2 separate regions of the Periophthalmus magnuspinnatus genome follow, and region 1 is linked to region 2. The links are chromatin contacts, called in public Hi-C maps. All regions are on one chromosome and are shown on one strand. Each heading gives the region's core, a stretch centred on a gene start, on an enhancer-like site or on the middle of the called end of the contact. The rest is flanking DNA. Distances are from core to core; before and after follow the strand shown.

The links. Hi-C and Micro-C count contacts between places; a contact is called where the count stands out from the background.
Region 1: a contact with region 2 is called in a Hi-C map of muscle, with 10 times the contacts expected there. The contact joins the promoter of vsig10 here to the promoter of castor1 in region 2. A contact is called at or near these places in 2 of 2 Hi-C or Micro-C datasets (muscle and muscle and gill).

The regions. Positions count from the first base shown.
Region 1 is chr9:35,860,655-35,863,486 of fPerMag1.2.pri, reverse strand. vsig10 (V-set and immunoglobulin domain containing 10) reads left to right here and starts at 1,571. Exons shown (of 9, transcript XM_033973005.2): 1 at 1,571-1,851; 2 at 1,927-2,268. The coding sequence starts at 1,803. It overlaps LOC117376505 (G-protein coupled receptor-associated protein LMBRD2B-like), which reads left to right. Exons shown (of 18, transcript XM_033973004.2): 18 at 1-802.
Region 2 is chr9:35,639,570-35,642,402 of fPerMag1.2.pri, reverse strand. castor1 (cytosolic arginine sensor for mTORC1 subunit 1) reads left to right here and starts at 1,446. Exons shown (of 9, transcript XM_033972754.2): 1 at 1,446-1,714. The coding sequence starts at 1,602. nipsnap1 (nipsnap homolog 1 (C. elegans)) reads left to right here. Exons shown (of 10, transcript XM_033972918.2): 10 at 146-240. The coding sequence ends at 210.

The DNA.
Region 1 (2,832 bases), core at 322-2,821, 220 kb before region 2:
GACTCTGTGTGTCCAGACTCTGTGTGTCCAGACTGTGTGTCCAGACTCAGTGTCCAGACTGTGTGTCCAGACTCTGAGTCCAGACTCTGTGTGTCCAGACTCCTCTGAGTCCAGACTCTGTGTGTCCAGACTGTGTGTCCAGACTCTGTGTCCAGACTCTGTGTGTCCAGACTGTGTGTCCAGACTCCTCTGAGTCCAGACTCTGTGTGTCCAGACTGTGTGTCCAGACTCTGTGTCCAGACTCTGTGTGTCCAGACTGTGTGTCCAGACTCCTCTGTGTCCAGACTGTGTGTTAAGTCTGGACGTTTTCTGTGTCTCAGGCGACACATCAGTGATTTAATAAAATTAACAAAAAAAACTTTCTTTCTCATTAAATGTGATACTTTTGTAAGTTTTTGTAAATTTTTGTGATTCTTTGTTTTGCCTTAACGACGAATGAGACAAAAAACAAACACAAATATTTGATCCAGAGTCGTTCAGATTTTTAACGATTTAATTAAATTTTTGGTCCAGACTCAGTGAATCAACCTGGAAATATTTGTACATAAAGTTAAAAAGGAATCATGTAAATATCATTCAAATGTGACCGATGTGTGTTTATGTGTGTTTATGTGTTTGTGTGTGTGTTTATGTGTGTTTATGTGTTTGTGTGTGTGTTTGTGTGTCTGTGTGTGTTGGTGTGTGTGCGTCTGTGTGTGTTTGTTTACACTGTTTTCAGATTGTGCCTAAACTTCATTTATTGTCGACATTTTGACTTGTTCTTTGTCTTTATAAATAATTTATTAAAATGCAGAATCATTTCAAACATGTGATCACGTTTTTGTGTTGATGTCACACACGTCCTGTTTCCCCAGGTCTTTTTTTAATGGACAAATACAAAGAAGACATTTAAATAAACAATAAATAACATAAATAACATAAATAAATAAAAAAAGAAAAATAAATAAATAGACAGTAAGGATAAAACACACATGTAGTAATAATAACATGTAATAATAATAATGTGCCTTTTGACGGACAAATACAAAGACATTTAAAAAGATATATAAATAAATAAGTAATAAAATAAAAATACATTTATCTGGAATCTTCTGTAGAATGCCTTTAAGCACATTTCCATGGGGATGCACACTGCCAGACCAAGTTACAGGTCAGATCTGTGGAGAGGCGAGCCGCTCACAGTAAGAATACATGTTTTTTTTTTAGTCTTTTTGAGTAAAAAAAACCCTGTAAACACAAGGTCAGAAGTTTATACCATGGAACAGACAACACATCCCACAGACACAGTGTAAACCCTTGTGTCTGTGGAATGTTACAGACTTTATACTTTATAGAATGTTACAGAGTGCAACTTTAATGAGGCTGCACAGACTCAGACCGTGACCACATGAATCAGGGACAGATTTCATTCACTTTTCATTTCTTTCGTGGGATTTCACCAGTGAAACTCCAGTCCAGGAGCCAGTGCTGCCACAGCCTAAAGCCCCACAGGTGACTCGAGTGGAAATGCCTGTTGCCCTGCTCCTTTAAGCAGGTATCATCAGGGTGGGGCTTATTCGTGTCCAGTTTTTGGAGCAGCTGCTAAACTCTGTCCGCCTTTTACGCACGGACCCAAAGCCTTTACGCACGGGCCCAGACCTGTCCCCGTGACCCTGATCCACTCTCTGAGCTGTGCTGCGGTGTCCTGTGTCACGGGTGGAGGCATGTCTGTTCCACAGCGCTCACCTGCGCGCACACAGGTGGAGTAGTCAGACAGGTTTCAGCCGGGAGCCTTTTGTTTACGCGCGTGAGGCGATGTCACCATGAGCGCCAGAGCTTTTCCTTTTCTGCTGCTGTGTTTCTGCTCCACAGGTGAGTTTTACGGCACGTTTAGCTCAGGCTTTGCTGTGTCACGCGTCCTCAGTGGGTTTCGTGTGTGTTTCGCAGCGGTTTCAGGTGAAGAATCCACGGACTCGGTTGTGACAGCGGCTCCTGGAGACGTGGCTATACTTCCGTGTTACAGCGCAGGGAACGTGACTCCAGCCGTGACCTCGTGGATGAAAAATGGAAAAGAAATCATCAGTGGAGGTGTTTCTGCGCCTCTGAACACGTCAGGCGGTCCCGGGAGCCGTGAGAGCCGTGGGAGCCGTGAGAGCCGGCTCTCAGTGCTACCTAATGGGAGTTTGAGCATCGGGGCCGTGGAGGTCGGAGATGAGGCGGTGTATCTGTGCGCCTCCACCCTGCCCGGGAACTACACCTACCACGCCAAAGTGCAGCTGCAGGTGGCCAGTGAGTCCAGAGTTTTACACTTTTACACTTTTACACTTTTACATTTTTCATCAAAACAAACGTGCTCTGGTGTAAGGCGCATGCGCAAACAAATCTGGACCAGAGACAGAAAAGGCCACAAGAGAAACAAGTTTATCAAGTAGAACATTTAAAAAACATAAAACATCAGAGTCTTTAAATGTGAAGGAGCCGTGTTCACTTTGTGTCCAGATGAGTCTCTGCCTCGGCTCTTCTGTAATTATAGGTTTAAACTAAAGCTGAGATCATTCATGACGATACGATACGGATCTCGATACTGTACTTTTTCGATTTGATACAATACGATTCAGTGAAAAATCTCGGCTTTCGTGACCCTTAATGATCAGCTCCATTTTCACAAAAATAAACATTAATGCAGCTTTTATGTTTAATCAAGATGAATAAACACAAAGTCCATTTTGTTTTGTGCTTTTTTACCAACGATAAAAACACATCAGACTGTTCCATGTGTCGGTTTTATTCAGTTTATACGAGCTCCACATTTACACAGAGACATGTGCAGTTTAACCACACAACATCGACTAA
Region 2 (2,833 bases), core at 197-2,696:
TGTTGTTGTTGTTGTTGATATGCAGGTTTTGTTGCACTATAGTGTTTTTTATGACGTCTTATGACTGTTTGTGTTTTCTGTTTTACATTTATCTATAAAAACACTCTCATCTGTTTAATGTTTGGTTTGTTTCTTTTTCTTTCAGTTCCTCTGATCAGGAGAATGGAGTCTCGAATAATGATCCCCACAAAGACCTCACCCCTGCAATAACAGAGGAGAGGAACGAGAGGAACGAGAGGAGAGGAGAGAGAGGAGAGAGGAGAGGAGAGAGGAGAGACCTCACCTCTGCAATAACAGAGGAGAGGAAGGAGAGGAACGAGAGGAGAGGAGAGAGAGGAGAAAGGAGAAGAGAGGAGAGGAAGGAGAGGAGAGAAGAGAGAGGAGAGGAACAAGAGGAGAGGAGAGAGAGGAGAGGAGGGGGGAGAGGAGAGACCTCACCTCTGCAATAACAGTCTGGAAAATGAGAGGAACGAGGAGAGGAACGAGAGGAGAGAGGGGAGAAGAGAGAGAGGAGAGGGGAAAGAGGAAAACTTCAGGTCATTTTAAAGTCGTGTCAAGTTTTGTTTTTTATTGTGAAAGTGAATAAAATGTGATTGTGTTTGATTAAAATCGTCTAACACAGACGGTTAAACCTGCACCATGTGTTTTTATTCCATTAAAGCTGCATTATGTAACTTTTCTGGTGGAATTAGCCACTTGTTTGTCTCCATAAACTGTTCTGTTTAATTTAAAGATAAAATCCTGTTAAAAACATCCTTCTTACAGTGAGTGAGGTCGCCTCTCCACAAACCTGACCTGTAACCTGTTTGTGTGAAGACACGATTAATGCCACACTGTGGAAAATGAACCAAAAAGAACCTAGAGCACGTTAAATGTGTCTGTAGATTTGTCTGTGATGTCACAGCTTCTTCTTTAAACAAAAACAACAAATAAAATCAAACTTTGAATCACAGAAAATAATCACTGCAGGAGGACAATCTGAAGACAATCTGAGGACAATCTGAGGACAATCTGAGGACAGTCTGAGGACAATCTGAGGACAATCTGAGGACAATCTGAGGACAGTCTGAGGACAATCTGAGGACAATCTGAGGACAATCTGAGGACAGTCTGAGGACAATCTGAGGACAGTCTGAGGACAATCTGAGGACAATCTGAGGACAGTCTGAGGACAATCTGAGGACAGTCTGAGGACATTTTAACTGTACATTTTGAGTGCATTTTGGGGACATTTTTACTGCACATTTTAAAGACATTTTTTAAACAAACTGCAAACTCCCTCCACAATAAAAGCACATTCGCCTTTATTCTGAAGGGCATTTGACCGGAAGTGGTTCTGAACGGCTGTCCCACGTGCGCGGCGTGTCTCTTTAAGACAGGGGGCGTGTCCGGGCCCTGTTCATTTGCATATACAGTAGTTAAAAGGGGCGTGGGATGTTTTTTTTGGGTTTTGTGGAGACGCGCAGAGACGCACTCGGATCCTCAGACCTGGACACGCGGGTTTTCTCGTTTTTTAGTCATGTTTTGTCTCATGTTTGTGTCTTAAAACGCGTCGCTCGGTTCAGAAAAGCTGCAGGCGCCAGAGCTGCGCCGCTGCGGACATGGAGCTGCACATTTTGGACCACAGGCTGCGCGTCACCAGCCTCTCCAAGAGCGGAATAGTCAACTTTACGCATCCTTTGATTAAACTCATATTTCTGCGGAACAGGACGCGGTAAGACACGACTCCAGCGTTTCAGACGTGACAGAAGAAGAGTTGAGTCACGTAAGGCTGAAGGAGAAGCTCAGTGCACGCCTCCTTCAGTGTGTGTGTGTGTGTGTGTGTGTGTGTGTGTCTGTCTGTGTGTGTTTGTCTGCACATGCACAGTGACTCCTCCATGGCTCACTCTGCACAGAATCAAACATGCTCTAAATCAGCTGCTTTTTGTCCCTGCCTGTTTGAACATTTACATTTAAGGCTTTTTTTAAAAACATTTTGACCTTCACTAAATGTTTGAAGCACAGATTTCTCAGATTTCTCTCTTTGTGCATGTTCTTCTGAAGAATTAACACATTTAACACCATCACAAATCCGTCATGTCACGTTTATCCTGAAGTTAAACTCAGATTTCTGTTGGGTTGTCTAAATATTCTGAAGCCCAGTCGTGTTTTGAGCCTGTTACAGTTTAACATCCTCAGACTGACGTGTTCAAACTTTGATTTCTGTCATTCACATAAAACTACAGCAGTGTTTTGTGTTTTTACTCCGGTCCAAAGCTTTGAGCATTGAACTAAACTGTTATGAGTGGGTTTTTTTCTACTCAAATCTGCCTCTTCTGTCTCCAAATCACTCAGATAAATCTATAAATCAATAACAAAAGCAGTAAAATGTCTGTCTGTTGCTTTTTTCCAGTGATTCCACAGTGTTCAGGCAGGTGGCCACATCTCATCCCTGCATTAGCTTTTCTCCTAATCCCTGATATCCAGCCTTTGTTATGTAATTGTTTATTGCTTGGACCGACTCCCCCCTCATAGATGAGCCCCGGCTCTGGCCCCGGCTCTGGCCCCGGCTCTGGCCCCGGCTCTGGCCCCGGCTCTGGCCCCTCTTCTGGGATAACTGACTGTGGTTGAAGAGCAGCTGTTGTGTTCAGTGTATCACATCCGACTGTAACGAGCCGTTCGACCTCTGCGGCGGAATAATACGGCTGTTTGACACTAAAAAGACTCAGGGATTTAAACATTTACTATTTCACGACGACTGTGGGACGTGTTGAAGCGAGTGAAGAGTCTGAACCAGGGCTGGACCGTTTGGATTGAAAATAGTTTTAATTATAGGATCTGTTCAAAGTTTTAC